Regions from separate parts of the Macaca mulatta genome. Here region 1 is linked to region 2. Evidence: chromatin contacts called from public Hi-C data. All regions are on one chromosome and are shown on one strand. The core of a region is the stretch at or near the end of the contact, and the rest is flanking DNA. Distances in the headings are between cores, read along the strand shown. Region 1 holds the start of SMC3 (structural maintenance of chromosomes 3). Region 2 holds the start of SMNDC1 (survival motor neuron domain containing 1).

Region 1 (4,977 bases), core at 1,314-3,813, 270 kb after region 2:
CTCAAAATCACCTTTCGATTTTTTTTTTTTTTTTTTTTTTGAGACAGAGTCTCGGTCTATTGCCCAGGCTGGAGTGCAGTGGCCGGATCTCAGCTCACTGCAAGCTCTGCCTCCCGGGTTTATGCCATTCTCTTGCCTCAGCCTCCCGAGTAGCTGGGACTACAGGCGCCCGCCACCTTGCCCGGCTAGTTTTTTGTATTTTTTAGTAGAGACGGGGTTTCACCATGTTAGCCAGGATGGTCTCGATCTCCTGATCTCGTGATCCGACCGTCTCGGCCTCGCAAGGTGCTGGGATTACAGGCTTGAGCTTCCACGCCCGGCTCACCTTTTGATTATTTTAGGTTTTTCACTGATCTTTTTTTCTGCCTATATAAATAATATAAGCTAATTGTATAAGATTCATTTAATATGGAAAAGCCTAAGGAAGAAAGTAAAACTCCCATCACTGTGAAAGCCATTTAAATGTTTTAGTCACCATCTTTTCATATTTTACCTACATAGGTAAAAACAATTTTAGGTAAATAGGATTATCTTATACACCCTGTTTGTAATTCTGAATATGATGAAGTTTTATCATCTTCATTTTGTAGACTAGGAATTAGAGGCTTAAAACTTTTTTTTTTTTTTTTTTTTGAGATAGAGTCTCTCTCCATCACCCAGGCTGGAATGCAGTGTCACAATCTCAGCTCACTGCAACCTCTGCCTCCTGGGTTCAAGTGATTCTCCTGCCTCAGCCTCCCAGGTAACTGGGATCACAGGCACCCGCCACCGTGTCCAGCTAATTTCTGTATTTTTAGTAGAGATGGAGCTCTGCCATGTTGGCCAGACTGTTCTCAAACTTCTGACATCAAGTTATCCACCCACCTGGGCCTCCCAAAGTGCTGGGATTACAGGCGTGAGCCACCACATCTGGCCTAAGCTTTAAATAATACAACTAAAATCTAGAAGTAAAATGTTTAGATTGGGTGCAGTAGTTCATGCCTGTAATTCCAGCATTTAGGGAGGCAGAGGTGGGAGGATCCCTTGAGGCCAGAAGTTAGAGACCACCCTGGGCAATATAAGGAGACCCGGTCTCTAAAAAAAAAAAAAAAGTTAGCTGGGCTTGGTGGCCACAGCCCTAGGCTGAGGTGAGAGGATGGCTTGAACACAGGAGTTCGAGGCTGCGGTGAACCATGACCGAGCCACTACGCTCCACCCTGGGTGACAGAGCGAGATCCTGTCAGAAAAAAAAAAATAGAAGAAAGAAAAGAAAATGGTTAAATATTTATTTATTTATTTTGAGACAGAGTCTCCCTCTGTTGCCCAGGCAGGAGTGCAGTGGTGCAATCTTGGTTCACCGCAACCTCTGCCTCCTGGATTCAAGCAATTCTCCTGCCCCAGCCTCCTGAGTAGCTGAGATTACAGGCTCCCACCACGACGCCTGGCTAATTTTTATATTTTGAGTAGAGACGGGGGTTTCGCCGTGTTGGCCAGGCTGGTCTTGAACTCCTGACCTCAGGTGATCCTCCCCCCTCGGCCTCCCAAAGTGCTGGGATTACACGAGTGAGCCACTCAACCTGGCCTATTTATTTATTTATTTTAAAGCAAGGGCTGGATAGGATTTTATCCGGGCTCCACATAAAGGACTCCTAGGGAGATACCCTGGTTAACAGAGGCAGTTAGGAGGCTATTAAAAATAGTTCAATCTAGAAATAATCAAGGCCAGAATTGCCTCCAGCAGCGGGCCGGAGGGCTGGGGATGATCTGGGTATTTTGTTCTCTTCCCAGCAAGTAATTTCAGAGCTCAGAGATCCATTTTTTAAACAAATGATGTTTTTCTCCCAAGACTGATAGGGATCAGAGAGACCTAGGGTTGCCACTAGCACCTAATCCAGGCTGTTTTTTTTGTTTTTAAAGTAGATTAAAACCTTTCAGCCTTACCTAAATCTTTGTTGCAATTATACAGATCTGCCTAGATTTATAGCAGATGGCAGAGTAGAAACAGTTACGGAGGGAATTAACACATATTAAAACAAATTTTCGAGCATTGACAAATCCCTTCGGGGTTGTCCTGCGAGTGGGCAGTTCGGAACCAGCTTGGGGCGTGCTAAGATTGTAAACGTTCCTAGGGAGAGCTATAACAAAGGGGCAGCAGGGACTCTGTGCACAGAATTCCAACAGTCACCAGCATTCCATGTGTTCCAGAACTGGCACAGCGCGCGCGGTCCCCTTTTTTAAACAGTGCGGAATCACGTGGCCGACGGCCCGCAGCGCTACTGGCCCTCGGAGTCTCCCACCCGGCTTTGGCGCGGAACCTTAGCCCCTCGTGGACGCGACCATTGGCCCTGCGCTCGGAGGGGGTACGGACCAACCTTACGGTCATGGCTTCTCCGAGTGAAGCTTTTGACTAAGTCTCAGGAAACCGTTAGCTACAGAATTCTATATTCAAATGAAATCCATCAAACAACGCTGTGGAAGACTGGTTTTGCCTAAAAGAAAGAGCAGACCTGAACTTGACTCCTCCTACGCCCTGTGAGGGCTGCAAGGTGGTTCCTTCCAAGGCGCGGACTCCGCCTCCACGAGCGCCGCCATTTTGTTTGGCTGGAGGGGAGCGAGCGGCGCTTTGGGGGAGGGGTCGCGTAGGCGCCTCACCTGACGGTGCAGCCGGGCGGTCGCTGCTCCCGGGCAAGTCTCCTTCCAGGCCAGGGGCCCGGAATCATGTACATAAAGCAGGTAAGGCCTTCGCGTCCTTCCACCCCGTCATAGGCCGGTAGGGACTGCTCCTTGAGGCGGGAGTGTTGCGGCGCCATCCGCAGCCTTTCCCTCTCTCCACAGGCTGGACCAGGGCTGGGCGGGGACTGTGGGGGAGGAGGGGACCCCAGGCCCCGCGAGTGTCCCGGCTGCGGGGTCGCGGAGAATTGGGGTGCCCCTCTGCAGCCTGGGCCTCCCCGCTGGCGCTGGTCTGGGAGAGGCAGGATCTCCGAGAGGTGTGGAAGGGCGGGCGAGCGGGCGGGCCGCTGGGTGGGACTGGGCCTTCCCGGGCGGCCCGAGAGCTGGCGGGGGCACCGCGCCGGGGCGGCCGCGGGCGTAAGGGCTGTGTGGTCCTGCACGGGTGGCCTCGCACGGGTCATGTGCGTGGGATGTGTGGAAACGTGGCCTCCCCGGCTCGGGGGCGGCCTTGGGGGCACAGGCTGGGGGTGTCAGGTGTCACTGCGGAGGGCCGTTCCTCCCCCGGATTAACCCGCGAAGTGAGCGGGACCCTCCTGCTTGCAGGATGCGGAGCGCCGCCTCCCCCGGTTGTTTACTTCTGTCAAAAGGGTCTTCCCGCGCGGGAGTCCACCACAAAGATGAGCCCAGGCACACGGCCTTGGAGACGGTTTTCTGTTGGATCTGTCGGGCTCTGAGCACTCCTTTGGAACGTGGGCTCTTTCTGGCTGGCGCTGGCCGGTGTGAGTGACTGAAAGCAGCGCTCGGTGGTCTTGGAGTCAGGAGAGCTGGGGCCGGTCGGCCTGCTGGATAGACTTGCTATTGTACTGCAGTGTCTAGTGTTCCAGTTAGGCTCACACAGTGTTCTTGATTTTGAAAGATCCTTAACAGGTTGACAACTATAACGCCTAAAAAAAATAAAACCCAGCAGCATTGCACTGGCAAAGATTACCGATGAATGGACTTTTTTTTTTTTTTCTTTTAAAGTAGATTTTTAATCACCACTTTCCAAAATGAATTTTTCTTATATGAAATTGCAGGTTTTGTATATTGCATTAAATGAGAAACAAGAAAGAAATTCAAGAGAAAAATGTTAATGTATTGTTTTTGGGGGGGGGGGTGAGTTCTCAAAAGTGTTTTTTATTTACTAGGTGATTATCCAGGGTTTTCGAAGTTACAGAGATCAAACAATTGTAGATCCCTTCAGTTCAAAACATAATGTGATTGGTAAGTGTTCTTGGTTTACTCGGTCATATTTATAGTCTATACAGATAACGTAAATTCTGTCGATTTGTATATTGGCTTAAGGAGACAGGAATTGTCTTTGAATGTTAAGTAAAGTTATGTATATTTTTCTGCTTGAAATAACTTTTCTGTCTTATTGCGCTGATGAATTGCTTATTTCTATGAACTTAAAATGTTTGGATAAGACACTCATAAGTTACCCATTTTTTATCTGGGTAGCCTTGTATGTATGTGTAAGAGAGTTTTAAAGCATTTGCGCCCTTCTGTTCTTGTTATATATCTTAAAATGCTGACTGTTGCCTTATTTCAGAGACAAGACAGTTTTTATTCACAAAGTAGATCCCAGAATTCCTGCCCTCCCCCCAACCCTCTAGTTCAGTGTCTCTAAGGACAGACCATGTAGCTAGATTGGAAGAGCATAAATTTTAGAGCATAACAGAATGGGGTTCCAATCCCAGTTGTAGGGGGTTGGGGGGCTGGGGGAGGGATGGCATTAGGAGAAATACCTAATGTAAATGTCGAGTTGATGGGTGCAGCACACCAACATGGCACATGTGTACACCTATGTAACCTGCATGTTGTGCACATGTACCCTAGTATAATAATTAAAAAAAAAAAATCCCAGTCACGCGTTCTTTTTGAGACTTTGAGAAGCTTCAGTTTTCTCATTTGTAAACCTGTCTCATAGGGCTGTTGGGAAGATTAAATGAGAACCCTTATGTAAGTGTGAGAATAAAGGGCTAATGGTGATTGCCATTAACAATATGTAGTCATTATAGATGGCTCAGGTTGTAGTGTGCATTTTGCTGATACAGCTAACAAAGATGTTTTCTGACATTCTGCTGAGTATTTTACAGGATAGATGAAAGGAGTGCTTCTGGACACCAGAAAAACAGACTGCTATTGACGCAGTTTTGCTGTACAGAGTCCAGACTAAGCGGTATATTAGTTTGCTAAGGCAGCCATAACAAAATACCGTAGACTGGTGGCTTAAACAAGATTTTTTTTTTCTCACAGTCTGGAGGTCAGACATCCATCATCAGGATA
Region 2 (4,754 bases), core at 855-3,354:
GCAGGTTTTTAAAAAAAGGTTTTCATATCTACTGGACTTGACAAAGATCTCCTTTTCACCACACAGTTCAATTTCCCCAAGTGTCACCAACTTTACTGTAAAACCTAGCCTTAAGTCCTAACATCTGTGTAACAATTATACAGAGCACGTCTCTCTCTAGGCATCTTTGCAGTGTGTTTTCAATACAAGATATAACCCGTAAATTTTGGGGCGGGGGGGAAGTCACGCATTTTCAAAGAATCTTGTGGTATTAAAAGGAATCTTAAGGTTCTATTTTTCTCCTTCAATCTTTGTTACTTTTTGAACTAAATTTCATTTTCCAGGTCTTAAAAAATAAAAGTATTTTTCATTGTGAAGTTACATGTACCTCTCGTCTTGAAAATCTGACAGACTTAGAAATTTCTACCAACTTTTGTTTTTAAAAATCATGTAAGTACACAAGATTTATATAACAAAGAACAATACGTCATTCCCTCTGATGTACAGAAACCTGAGAACTGGGGAAACAACCCTACTTCTACAAACCACAGTACCTACACAATTTACCTATATACGCAGGGTGGGGTGTAACCCCTCAAAAGGCGCTTTGAGTACTTAGGGATTCAAGCAATAATATGAAAAACAGAGAAAAAACTACAATTGCCTACCCATACTTACTTGTAAATCTTTCTTCAATTTTAGCAAATCTTCATTTTCTCCATTTCCAGATAATGCAGCTTCAACTTGCTGGAGCTGAGCTTTGTAGCTTGCTAGCTGCTTTGCTAAATCCTCTGACATCTGGGGAAAATAAAAAGGGTTAGACCACGAAAACTGAACCAAAAATCAAGGCATAAAAAACTAACTTCCCTGTCTGCCTGAATTACCAGTTTTTGCCTCCAACTCCTTCTAACACTGCAGCTTAATTCACCACCATTACCTTTACTCTCAGACTTCACCTAAACCACAAACTTAAAGGCAACAGCTTCCGAAGATTATAAACTTGAGATACAGTCCATACTTTAAAAAAGCACACAGATACAAAGAAATTTCTAATTTTCTTTTAACTCCTATCCACAGGGTAGGTGCTGAGTTCGGCTCAATAATCGTTATCTTTTTAAAAAGCACTACTCTGCTGGAAAAGTCGAAACTTTCAAAAACAATCTAAATACTTATTTTTAAGCACTAAAGTACGCTTCCAAAGTCAAACAAGTACGTTTTTAACTTAACTACACAAACAACTTTACGTGAACTATTCAATAAAGAGTGTATTTAAAAGTGCTTCTCCAGAACAAAAATCTTTCGCCCAGTCGCTTAACTATTTATCGCTGCATTAACTTCAGCAAAAAGAACAGCACAGGTACTCTCCCATTTAGACGTTCTAAGGAATGAGCCTTTCGCCAAATCCAGCTCACTCAGTTTCCTGAAAATAAGACACTAATTAACCCTTTTTGATGGTTTATAAGCAAATGTACGACGTTTCCGAGTACTCTTCTCTCTCGTAAAATTTCCGTCCAACCAAAGGCGGGGAGCCGGAAAAGGCCCCCAAGAGTTACAGCGACCCAGGCTGCTCTCCTCCCCGCCACGCAGCGCCTCAAAGCCCGCCACAACTCGATCATTCGGACCTGGAAATCCAAACGCCAGCTCAGGACCACCGCCGGAGCCCCGCTGTGCTCCAACAGGCAAGCTCCACAAGGAGCCGCGCGGCGCCCAGCCCCACCCGACCCGGTCCCCTGCGGGCAGTGTTTGCCGCCGCAGCAGGGAGGCCAGCGCCGGCCGGGCCGCCGAGGCTCAGCTCTGGCTGGGAGACGGCCATGGCTCCGGGCTCCAGGGCCAGAGCCTGGGCGTCTCCGGCGAGGCGGGTTCCTCGGCCTTGGGCCTCCGCTTCACCTCGGGAGGCACCCGGGCCCGGCCAGGCCTCACTCTCTCCCTCAAAGGGGTTGTTACCTTGTGTGGGGCTGGGGGCGGGGCAGCGGGAAGGGGTCGGGGCAAATAAGCCCAGTGGTAGTGGTGGCGGCAGCAGCAGCAGCAGTAGAAGGAAAATCTCCGCGACGACGAGACGACTCGGTCTGAAAAGGAAGAACTCGGTCGGCGGCGAGGGGGGAGGGGAGGAAAGCCGGGCACTGGAAGGAGGAAAAGACAGAGACGGTGAAGTCTCGCGAGAAATACAAACTCTCGCGCGAGTTCGCTCGACTCACGTGACTCTACGCGCCCTCTAGCCTGTCCCTGGCTGTTAGGGACGCAGAGTAGGCGGGGCCTAGGACGGATATGGCGTAGCTGGGCTGCGCCAGGCGCGGAATGTAGGTTATCTTCCTGGAGTTCCGGCTTGGAATTTATTGGAAATGCAAATTCTCAAGCCCCACCCTAGACCTCCTGAATCCAGCGACTCTCTTTTAACGAGCCCACCGATGATAGCAATGTCTGCTGACGTCTGGGAACCACTGCTTTTCGGGAGCGGTGGTGGTGGGTTGGGGGGGGTGTTGGTGGGGGCTCTCCTTATGTTGCCCTGGCTGGTCTCCAACTCCTGGGCTCAAGCGATCCCCCCGCATCGGCGTCCCAAAATGCTAGGATTACAGGCGTGAGCCACCGCGCCCGGCCTGAGAACCACTGCTTTATATGATACAAGGCTTGGTAGCAACAGAAAGCTAATTAAATCGTGACAGAAATAACCTATTGGAGAGGAGATTGATTTCTTTAAAATCTTTTTTGTTAAAACCTACTTGATTTTAATTTAGTTGGGTTAATCTCGCCTGATAGGGAACAAAGTCCAAGTTAGTCTAGAATGGTAAACAGAGTGGTAGGAATACTGACATTTGTGTTGAAAAAGAAATGCCCCTTGTGTATGTTTGTAATAATATATACGCGTTCTGGACAGATACACAAACCTGTCCAGAGGTTTGGAATGGAAGCCAAATGTTTTATTGATTGCCTTCTTTGCTGTTTACTCTTTTTCCTTTTCTTCTTCTTCTTCTCTTTTTTTTTTTGAGACGGAGTCTCGCTCTGTCGCCCAGGCTGGAGTGCAGTGGCAGATCTCAGCTCACTGCAAGCTCCACCTCCCGGGTTTACGCCATTCTCCTGCCTCAGCCTCCCGAGTAGCTGGGACTACAGGCGCCCGCCACCTCGCCCGGCTAGTTTTTTGCATTTTTTGGTAGAGACTGGGTTTCACCGTATTAGCCAGGATGGTCTTGATCTCCTGACCTCGTGATCCTCCCGTCTCGGCCTCCCAAAGTGCTGGGATTACAGGCTTGAGCCACCGCGCCCGGCCCTTCTCTCTCCTTTTTTTTTTAACCACATGTATATAATTTTGTTTCAATTGAAAAAACAATAAAGGCCTGAGACACAAAGAGTTATATAGATGCCAGGAAGCAACCTTTCCTGGGAGGTGGGGAGTTTGTTGCTGGACCCATAAAAAGGCCCACTTCTTGCGGATCACCTGAGGTCAGGAGTTTGAGACCAGCCTGACCACATGGAGAAACCCCGTCTCTACTAAAAATACAAAAAGGAAAAAAAAAAAAAAAAAAAGCCGGGCGTGTCCGAGCTACTGTAATCCCAGCTACTCGGGAGGCTGAGGCAGGAGAATTGCTTGAACCTGGGAGGCGGAGGTTGCGGTGAACCGAGATCATGCCATTGCACTCCAGCCTGGGCAGCAAGAGTGAAACTCCGTCTCAAAAAAAAAAAAAAAAAAAGGCCCACTTCTCAGATGGGATCTTTTGAACTGTACCAACATCTTTAGTTCCTTGCTTTCTTTTCAAGGAGCCTTCCCTTTTGTTGTCTACATACACACACGTAACCCTTATAGTGAGTCAGATAACCGGTATAGATGGAAACTAGGTCAGGTTTGTGTGATTGGGATGGCAGTCAACTTAGAAAGATTGAAATTGCAGCAGAGTGCAGCAGTGTGTAGCTAGAATTAAGAGGGAAGACAAACCAGAAAGCATGTGCTTTTAAATGAAGAGATTTGTTTAAAATAAAATGTAGTTTTAGAGAACTGCTGTTACTGTAATTGTGTGTTTTAAGAACCGATGCGAGGAGGAACTTCCTTGAATATAAAGTAAACCTTATTGTGTAAAAATCTCTTAAATGAGAACTTTTCCTGAACCCCATAGATCAGAAAATCGGGAAATATTCATTATCAGTTCCATTATAGATTTCTATACTATCTTAATAATTTTGTTTTCAGGATTGTTTTTATCTATGCAACATTCATTTATAAAGAAAAGCTGTATTGAATTTTAATTTTCACAAAGAAATAACAGTTTGTATGTGCCAGATACCATTCTAAGCACTCTACACATGTTCCCTTAATTTTCACAATTGTATGCAGTGTTTCTCCAGACAAAACTGGAGCAGACAAAACTAACAGCAATACTTCAGATAGGCTTTCTGAATTAGTACTTCCTTTGAAGTGTCAAAATTTACTTTCAGTGTCTGATTTTTCTTAAAACATTTGTGTTCAAACTTAATCATGTTTATTCAAAAAGCAATATCTTAAACCTTCAGTTTTGAAACATGATTTTTATTTTATTGAAAGACGGTAAATAAATAAAATGTAAAGGTTCCAAATTGTCATCAGAATATACAGCTATTTCTACTAAAGAAAATTAAAGTATGGCACCATGGCACCCAGCTACTTGGAAGGCTGAGATGGGAGTCTGGAAGTTTGAGGCTGCAGCACACTCTGTGCCTGTGAATAGCTGCTGCACTCCAGCCTGGGCAACATAGTGAGATCCTGTCACAAATTTTTAAAAATTAATTTTTTTTATTTTAGATGGATTCTC

Evidence for each region. A called contact is a pair of places that touch in the nucleus more often than the background predicts.
Region 1: a contact with region 2 is called in a Hi-C map of cortical neurons, with 4 times the contacts expected there. The contact joins the promoter of SMC3 here to the promoter of SMNDC1 in region 2. A contact is called at or near these places in 5 of 14 Hi-C or Micro-C datasets (blood, cortical neurons, fetal cortical plate and 2 more).

Annotation. Positions count from the first base shown.
Region 1 is chr9:122,746,720-122,751,696 of T2T-MMU8v2.0, forward strand. SMC3 (structural maintenance of chromosomes 3) reads left to right here and starts at 2,564. Exons shown (of 29, transcript XM_015148176.3): 1 at 2,564-2,712; 2 at 3,837-3,912. The coding sequence starts at 2,698.
Region 2 is chr9:122,473,821-122,478,574 of T2T-MMU8v2.0, forward strand. SMNDC1 (survival motor neuron domain containing 1) reads right to left here and starts at 2,105. Exons shown (of 6, transcript NM_001266756.1): 1 at 1,924-2,105; 2 at 658-777. The coding sequence starts at 777.